Linked DNA regions of Rattus norvegicus: region 2 is linked to region 1. A link is a contact called in public Hi-C data. All regions are on one chromosome and are shown on one strand. The core of a region is the stretch at or near the end of the contact, and the rest is flanking DNA. Distances in the headings are between cores, read along the strand shown. Region 1 overlaps Slc26a9 (solute carrier family 26 member 9). Region 2 has its middle 6.3 kb from the start of Rab29.

Region 1 (3,231 bases), core at 298-2,797:
CGCCCATTTGATTCCCATACATTCTCCTGAGCGCCTGCCATCTGGGATTTCCAAGAGAGAAGAGTATGTCTGTCAAGAAACTAGAGCCTCTCTCAACTCTCTGTTCTCTCTCCCACCTTTCCCTCTCTCCCTGGGAGAGAGCCATCTCAGCCTCTGAAGCTGAATGAGGCCTGACAAGGATGAGACTCTGGTGAAGCCGTCTCATCTCCTCACTCTTGCCACTCAAACCTGGGCGGGCAATAAGCTCATTCCACCCATCTACACAAGCCACACCCATCTGCACAAGCCCCACCCATGGCAGCTGATGGACACCTTGACTTCCAGCCTTAAGAGTGAGCTAAGAACAGAATGATGAGAGCCACTGTGCTGAGCTGGGATGCAGGTCTGTGTCCTGATTGATTTGGCCTCAGAAGGTTTCAGGCTATCGTGGGTCACAGGGATGAGTGGGGTTAGAATGTTGAAACTTTGTCCCTCCTAGCTGTTAGCTTTGTGCCTCAAAGACACGGTACTGCCGACAATCCAGGAGTCTCTGTCTTTGTGCCCATTTCTCTCTCATTGCCCTAAGACTGCCCAGGCCTCCACTGCTGTCCACACTTCAGACTCTGGGTTGGGCAGTGAGTAGAACCCTCAAGATTACCAGCACTACCTCTCCAAGGACAGCCCACCAGGGGGCTGACTTCACCTTCTGAATCTTCCCCACCTGGAGGCTGCCCCATTCTGGGGAACAGATTGGCAGAATCCTTGGATACAACAGCAGCTATTCTGCACAAAATCTTCTAAGAAACCCTCTTTACTGGACACATGGAAGGAGTAATAGGTTGCTAATGTAAACTCCAGGCAAACTGGTGGGTCCTAGGCCCTGACCGTCCACCTGACCTCAGAGCCCATATTGCCTCCGCTTGGGAAATCTGCCATGTCCATTTTCACTTGGAAAGGGCTGGTCATTTGAACCCTCCCTTATCAGCCTGTACCCCAGAGCTGTGAACTCCTGAGGTACCAACTTCAAAGCCCTACTGGGTATAGATGTGAAAGACTATTCCCGACTGGATATCCCTCTACATGGAATTCTTAACAATCTCCTGACCCTTTTACTCTAGGAAAAGGGACAGTAGGAGTTAAATTCTCAGGTAAACGGAGAGATATTTAGAGATATCCTACTGTTGACTTAAAAGTAAATAGGTCTTCTCTCTCTCTCTCTCTCTCTCTCTCTCTCCACACACACACACACACACACACACACACACACACACACACACAAACACATATACATACACATACACACAACCTTATAAAAAGCTACCATGAAAGTACACAGAAAATCTGGCCTCTCCTCTTTGTTCTCCAAGTTTCTTCAATGCAATGACCCCTGTGCCAATGGGTTGGGCTGGCCCAACCCGGGGAAAATAACCCAATTATTAACTCCAGCCTGATCTTCGTTATGTGTCTGTGTGTTAGGTAAGCTGGTGAGCTGGTCTTCATAGAGTTAAAGCACAGGGCTCTGACAAGGAGCCAACACATTCTTGGCCACAGCTGCTCCTTCTCAGTGAATTCATTATGCCGTCTGGCTGCCAAGGGAGCCCAAAACTTGGAAGGAGGAAAGACAATGTTATCTGGGATTCACTGTGCCCTGCACTCAAAAGTGCCAAATTCCAGGAGGAAGAGAACCCCAGCCAATGACAATCTACCCTCCCCTACTCCACCTCTTCCAAAGTCCAGGAAGCAGAGAGAAGGTCACAGAGCCTCAGGACATTATAAATCCCCTTTAAACCAAGTATCTAGATCCCATTAACCTGCAGACCAGGCCTGGGACTGAAAGGAACTTCGGGCTCACAGTTTGGAGCTTGGGGGTGTGGATCTGCAACATGTCGAGTCTATACACACTCACAGAACCCAGGGTGAAGGTATGGTTAGAAATAGAGGGTGCAGGGGTGCCAAAAAGGGTGCTGAAGAAAACCTCTACAGTTGCAACTCTTGGGGAAGAACATAAACACCACACAAGACTCTGCCCTGGATATGTCTGAAGCAGGAAGGGAGGGTGTGAGGGAAGAGAGAAATCCAGATTTTCACCACCTGTGCATGTCCTTACAGACACTGTCCTATAACAGAGATTCCCTGGGAAGGCTGCAAACCTTACCTCTTGAGATATTTGTATAATTTATTTAAATGCCAGTCTCCTTTGTTTGTTTTGGTAATAAAGTGGTCTTGAAATGTGAATGTGTGTGTGTGTGATGAAGAGGTTTTGAGGAGTGCCAAGAAGATCCCTCCAGACAATGGGCTTTTGCTCTGTGTCACCCTGAGAGGAGACTGAGGTGTGAGGTTTCCTCATGAGTCTCCCAGCATGACTGCAGATATTTTTTTTCCTTGCAATGAATACATTTTGATGAGCCAGGCTAAGGGCAGATTGGAGAGAGAAGATTGAGCTGAGGGCCCACTTAGTCAGCCCCGCTTTGGAGAGTCAATTCTGAATGCCACTTTGGAGAGCCAATTCTGTGCTTCTGTAACTAGGAAGGAAGTTTAACAGTTTGGGGTAGTGGTGCACACCTATAATCCCAGAACTTGGGAGATAGAAGCAGGAGGATCAAGAGTTCTAGGCCATCCTTGGCTATATAAAGAATCTGACAGGAGACACTATCTCAAAACACAGAGGGGGTGGGGGGGAGAGTCAAACTCTCCTCATATCTTCTGCAGACCCTCCCATCAACTCTTCTACATCTATGAAAGGTTTATTAGAAAATGTGGTGGTTTGAATACGCTTGGCCCAGGGAGTGGCACTAGGAAGTATGTCACTGTCAGTGTGGGCTTCGAGACCCTTCTCCTAGCCATGTGGGAGACAATCTCTTCCTGTTTGTCTTCAAAACAGGATGTAGAACTCTCGGCTCCTCCAGCACCATGCCTGCCTGGATACTGCCATGCTTCCCACCATGATGATAATGGGCTGAACCTCTGAACAAGTGTAAGCCAGCCCCAATTAAGTGTTGTCCCAATATAAGAGTTGCCTGGGTCATGGTGTCTCTTCATAGCAATAAAACCCTAACTAAGACAGAAGTTGGTACCAGGGAGCGAGGTTTTGGTGTGATAGGCCTGATCATGTTTTTGTTTAGGAATGTGGATTTGGGAACTTTGGGTTTGGAAAGCAGTGGAATGCTTTAAGTGAGGCTTAATGGGTCATCCTGGTAGGAATAAGGAAGACATGGGTGCGGGTGGTGATGTGAACTATGCAGACCTGGCCCA
Region 2 (3,231 bases), core at 275-2,774, 97 kb after region 1:
TCTGAAAGCTATATGTATTATGTGTATGAGTACACTGTTGTTGTCTTCAGACATACCACAAGAGGGCGTCAGATTCCATTATGAGCCACCATGTGGTTGCTGGGATTTGAACTCAGGACCTCTAGGAAGAACAGTTAGCGCTCTTAACTGCTGAGCCATCTCTCCAGCCCCACCCCCCCCACCCCCAATCCCCATGGTGATTCTAAATTCCATATGCTGACCATCCAGATTAGCTCATCGTCATTGATAAATGCAGTGACAGAGCAAGCTGGTGTGAATTGTTCTCTTTGGCAAGGTCAAAAATATTTCAGAGTAAAAGATGAAAAGCAGAAAGTGAGAAATGAGGAATGCAGACATCTATCAGAAGAGTGATGGTGACCGTGCAAAGGTGACCACTGTCCTTGGCTTCCAAACTCTGTTCCAAAACTGTACACACAATGCAAGTTTCCAGATTTCCTGTCTCATCTTTACAACTCTCTCCCTGGGAAACTACAATCAGAGTGATGGTTTAATAAGAAAGGAAGACTCCATTAAAGGAGTAAGATTATGTTTCTTTCCTTTTCATTATTGACTTTAAAGTTTGAACTTCTGACTTTTTAATAACATTTTATTCATGGGAGTGCTTTGCCTACATGAGTGTATGTGTGCCAGTTGTGTGTCTGGTGCCAGCGGGGGACAGAAGAGGCTGTCAGTGTCTATAGGCAAACCACCCTGAAAACACCCAATCCGATCAGGAGAGGTCGTTGAATCCCTTGAACTAGAGTTACAGTAGTAAGTTTGTAGCCTGCCAGGTGGGTGCTGGGAACTGAACCTAGGTCCTCTTCAAGGTGGGCTGTGCTCTTAACTATGAAGCCATCTTTCCAGCCCTGAACTTTTGACTTCTAATTCTCCTACCTTTGCCTCCTAAGGTGCTGAGGTTACAGCTGAGCTGTCAGGCCTGGCCTATGATTCCTCCTTTGGCAGAAACCCTGTGACTTTGGAGAGCAACAGACTTGTATATTTTCCCTCTGAAGACTTGACCCCCATGGGGGTTGGGGATTTAGCTCAGTAGTAGAGTGCTTGCCTAGCAAGCGCAAGGCCCTGGGTTCGGTCCCCAGCTCTGAAAAAAAAAAAAAAAAAAAGAAAAAAAAAAAAAAAGACTTGACCCCCCACACACACACCTTTATTATTATTAATCTACTAGTTCTTCTCCCAGAAGCCCGGGCCAAACACAAACCCTTGAAGTGCTCATTTGCTTTGCAACATGCTGGTCACTTGTAAGTCAAATAATTATAAACTGTCACATAATGCCAAAAATATATATTCTTGAATGCATTATTTTTATGTGTATGGCTGTTTTTCCTGCACATAAGTGCACTACCTGCATACAGCAGCCCAAGAAGTCATTGTGGAGTTACAGATGATTGCGTCACCAGATGGGTTTGAGCCGCCATGCAGGTGTTGGAACTTAAACCTGGGTCGTCTGGCACAGATGCCAGGTGCCCTTAACGGCTGAGTCGTTTCTAAACCCCAGCTGTTACATAGTTATGTAACCAAAAGTCAAACAGAACAGCAACAGAGTGGAAGAAGACCTAAGTAGAAAGGTTGGCAGCACTAACAAGGGACAATTTATGATGTGCTGATTCTTCAATCAGGCCCTCAGCGGCTTCCTCAGTTTAGAACCTGCTCTGAGAATCACAAATACGTACACAGAAGTACTTACACAAATACTATCAGAGCCCTTCTTACCAAAAACCTTAGAGGATCCTTAAGCATGCTAAAGTTTGAAACGCTCCTTTTACTGGGGGGAGGGGAGGTGCAGGCAGGGAAAGCAGTTCAAGATCCGGTTTTTCTGCCTCGCCCTGGCTGTCCTGGAACTCACTCTGTAGACCAGGCTGGCCTCAAACGCAGAGACGCTCCTGCCTCTGTCTACAGAGCTGGGATTAAAGGCCTGTGCTACTGCTGGCACAGTCAGTTTGAGACTTTCAAAGTGCAGGAAGATGTAGTTGTGTAGAGGAAACGTGAAGAATATTTCAATGGGTGAAACTTCCTAGGTAGACAGACAAAGTCAGAATCGGAACTGGGCTTTTGAAGCTGACTGGGGTATGAGTTAGTGGTTGAGGCCTCATCTATTATACAGCAGGCACGAGAGTTAGTCCAACAGACTGACCTGGACAGGGAGACCCCGAAGGGGCGGATGAGGTGGGGGTTCGGGGTGTGAGAATATGGAGTGGATTATGCTGGGTAGCTAAACTCAGCACTTGGAGGCTGAGGCATAAGATTGCTGCGAATTCCAATTTATCCACATAACAGGGCACTGTCAAAAAATTTTTAAATTAGAAAAATTAAAAAATGTATAAGACCTCGTATTTGGGGAGGAGGGCAATTCCCACTTAAGACCGGGCAAGATAAAGTTGGTAATTCGGTTAAGAGGATGAAACATGTGCGTAGAAAACTATGAATACTTCTGGGACGGTTGGTCAGTTTGGGAAAGACAGTCAGTTGACAATGAAGAAACAATAAAGTTTTAGAGAAGTCTCTCCGGGATGAATTAAAGAGAAAATAAACAAAATGCAAGCCCTCGGGTCCCGGAGAGCGGTTCACTGGGGTGCTCCCGTGTGGGACATCTGCGCTCCCAACCCTGGCTCTATGTAAGTTCTGTTAGCCAGTTGTGCCGCTAGAGTTTACATACAGGCTGATTAACAAAAATCAAAGCATAGCAATTTACATGAAGAAGAAAGGCAGGACCAAAGAACTGAGGAGAACGAGAGATGGTACTCATCTTAGGCAAAGGGCAATACCCATTTGGGGAGGGGCAATTGAATGAGTGGGTATTCTAGGCAATGGTGCTAAAATCCAGAGGTGTTTTATGGAGGGAGGAAAAGCTAAGAAAAAGTAAGGTACTTCAGAAGGTGTTTATTGAAGCTCAAACCACCCTAGTGGCCAGTCTCTAGTGATCAAGGGTACTTTTTAGCCTTGACTCGTGAAAGAGTCCTCCAGGAAGACTACTGCACGCATACAGAAAAAGCTGCACCAAATGGCGCTTCCTGTAGTCCAGGATCCTAAAGTGATTTCTGCTCGAAAGAATCACAACATCGATTTTGTCATATTCTGAGCTGGCTGTTTGAGTTTTACTCCGTCGCTGTGATAAAAATACTCTGATCGAAAGCAACTTGGGGGAGGAAAGGGCTTATTTCACTTTACAGTCAAGGCAAGAACCTGAGAGCAGAACTGCATACTGTACCACTGGCC

What was found. A called contact is a pair of places that touch in the nucleus more often than the background predicts.
Region 2: a contact with region 1 is called in a Hi-C map of kidney, with 2.3 times the contacts expected there. The contact joins two enhancer-like sites. A contact is called at or near these places in 4 of 12 Hi-C or Micro-C datasets (Schwann cells, kidney and psoas muscle).

The regions. Positions count from the first base shown.
Region 1 is chr13:45,755,449-45,758,679 of GRCr8, forward strand. Slc26a9 (solute carrier family 26 member 9) reads left to right here. Exons shown (of 21, transcript NM_001107172.1): 21 at 1-1,094. Among named protein-coding and RNA genes, the nearest start is that of Slc26a9, 27 kb to the left of the region's middle. Within about 2 kb of position 1,548, at least 21 of the 93 cell types and tissues checked have an H3K27ac peak or open chromatin away from gene starts, as enhancers often do. A contact at or near this core is called in kidney, where this site is marked.
Region 2 is chr13:45,852,122-45,855,352 of GRCr8, forward strand. No RefSeq gene overlaps it. Among named protein-coding and RNA genes, the nearest start is that of Rab29, 6.3 kb to the right of the region's middle. Within about 2 kb of position 1,525, at least 1 of the 93 cell types and tissues checked has an H3K27ac peak or open chromatin away from gene starts, as enhancers often do. A contact at or near this core is called in kidney, where this site is marked.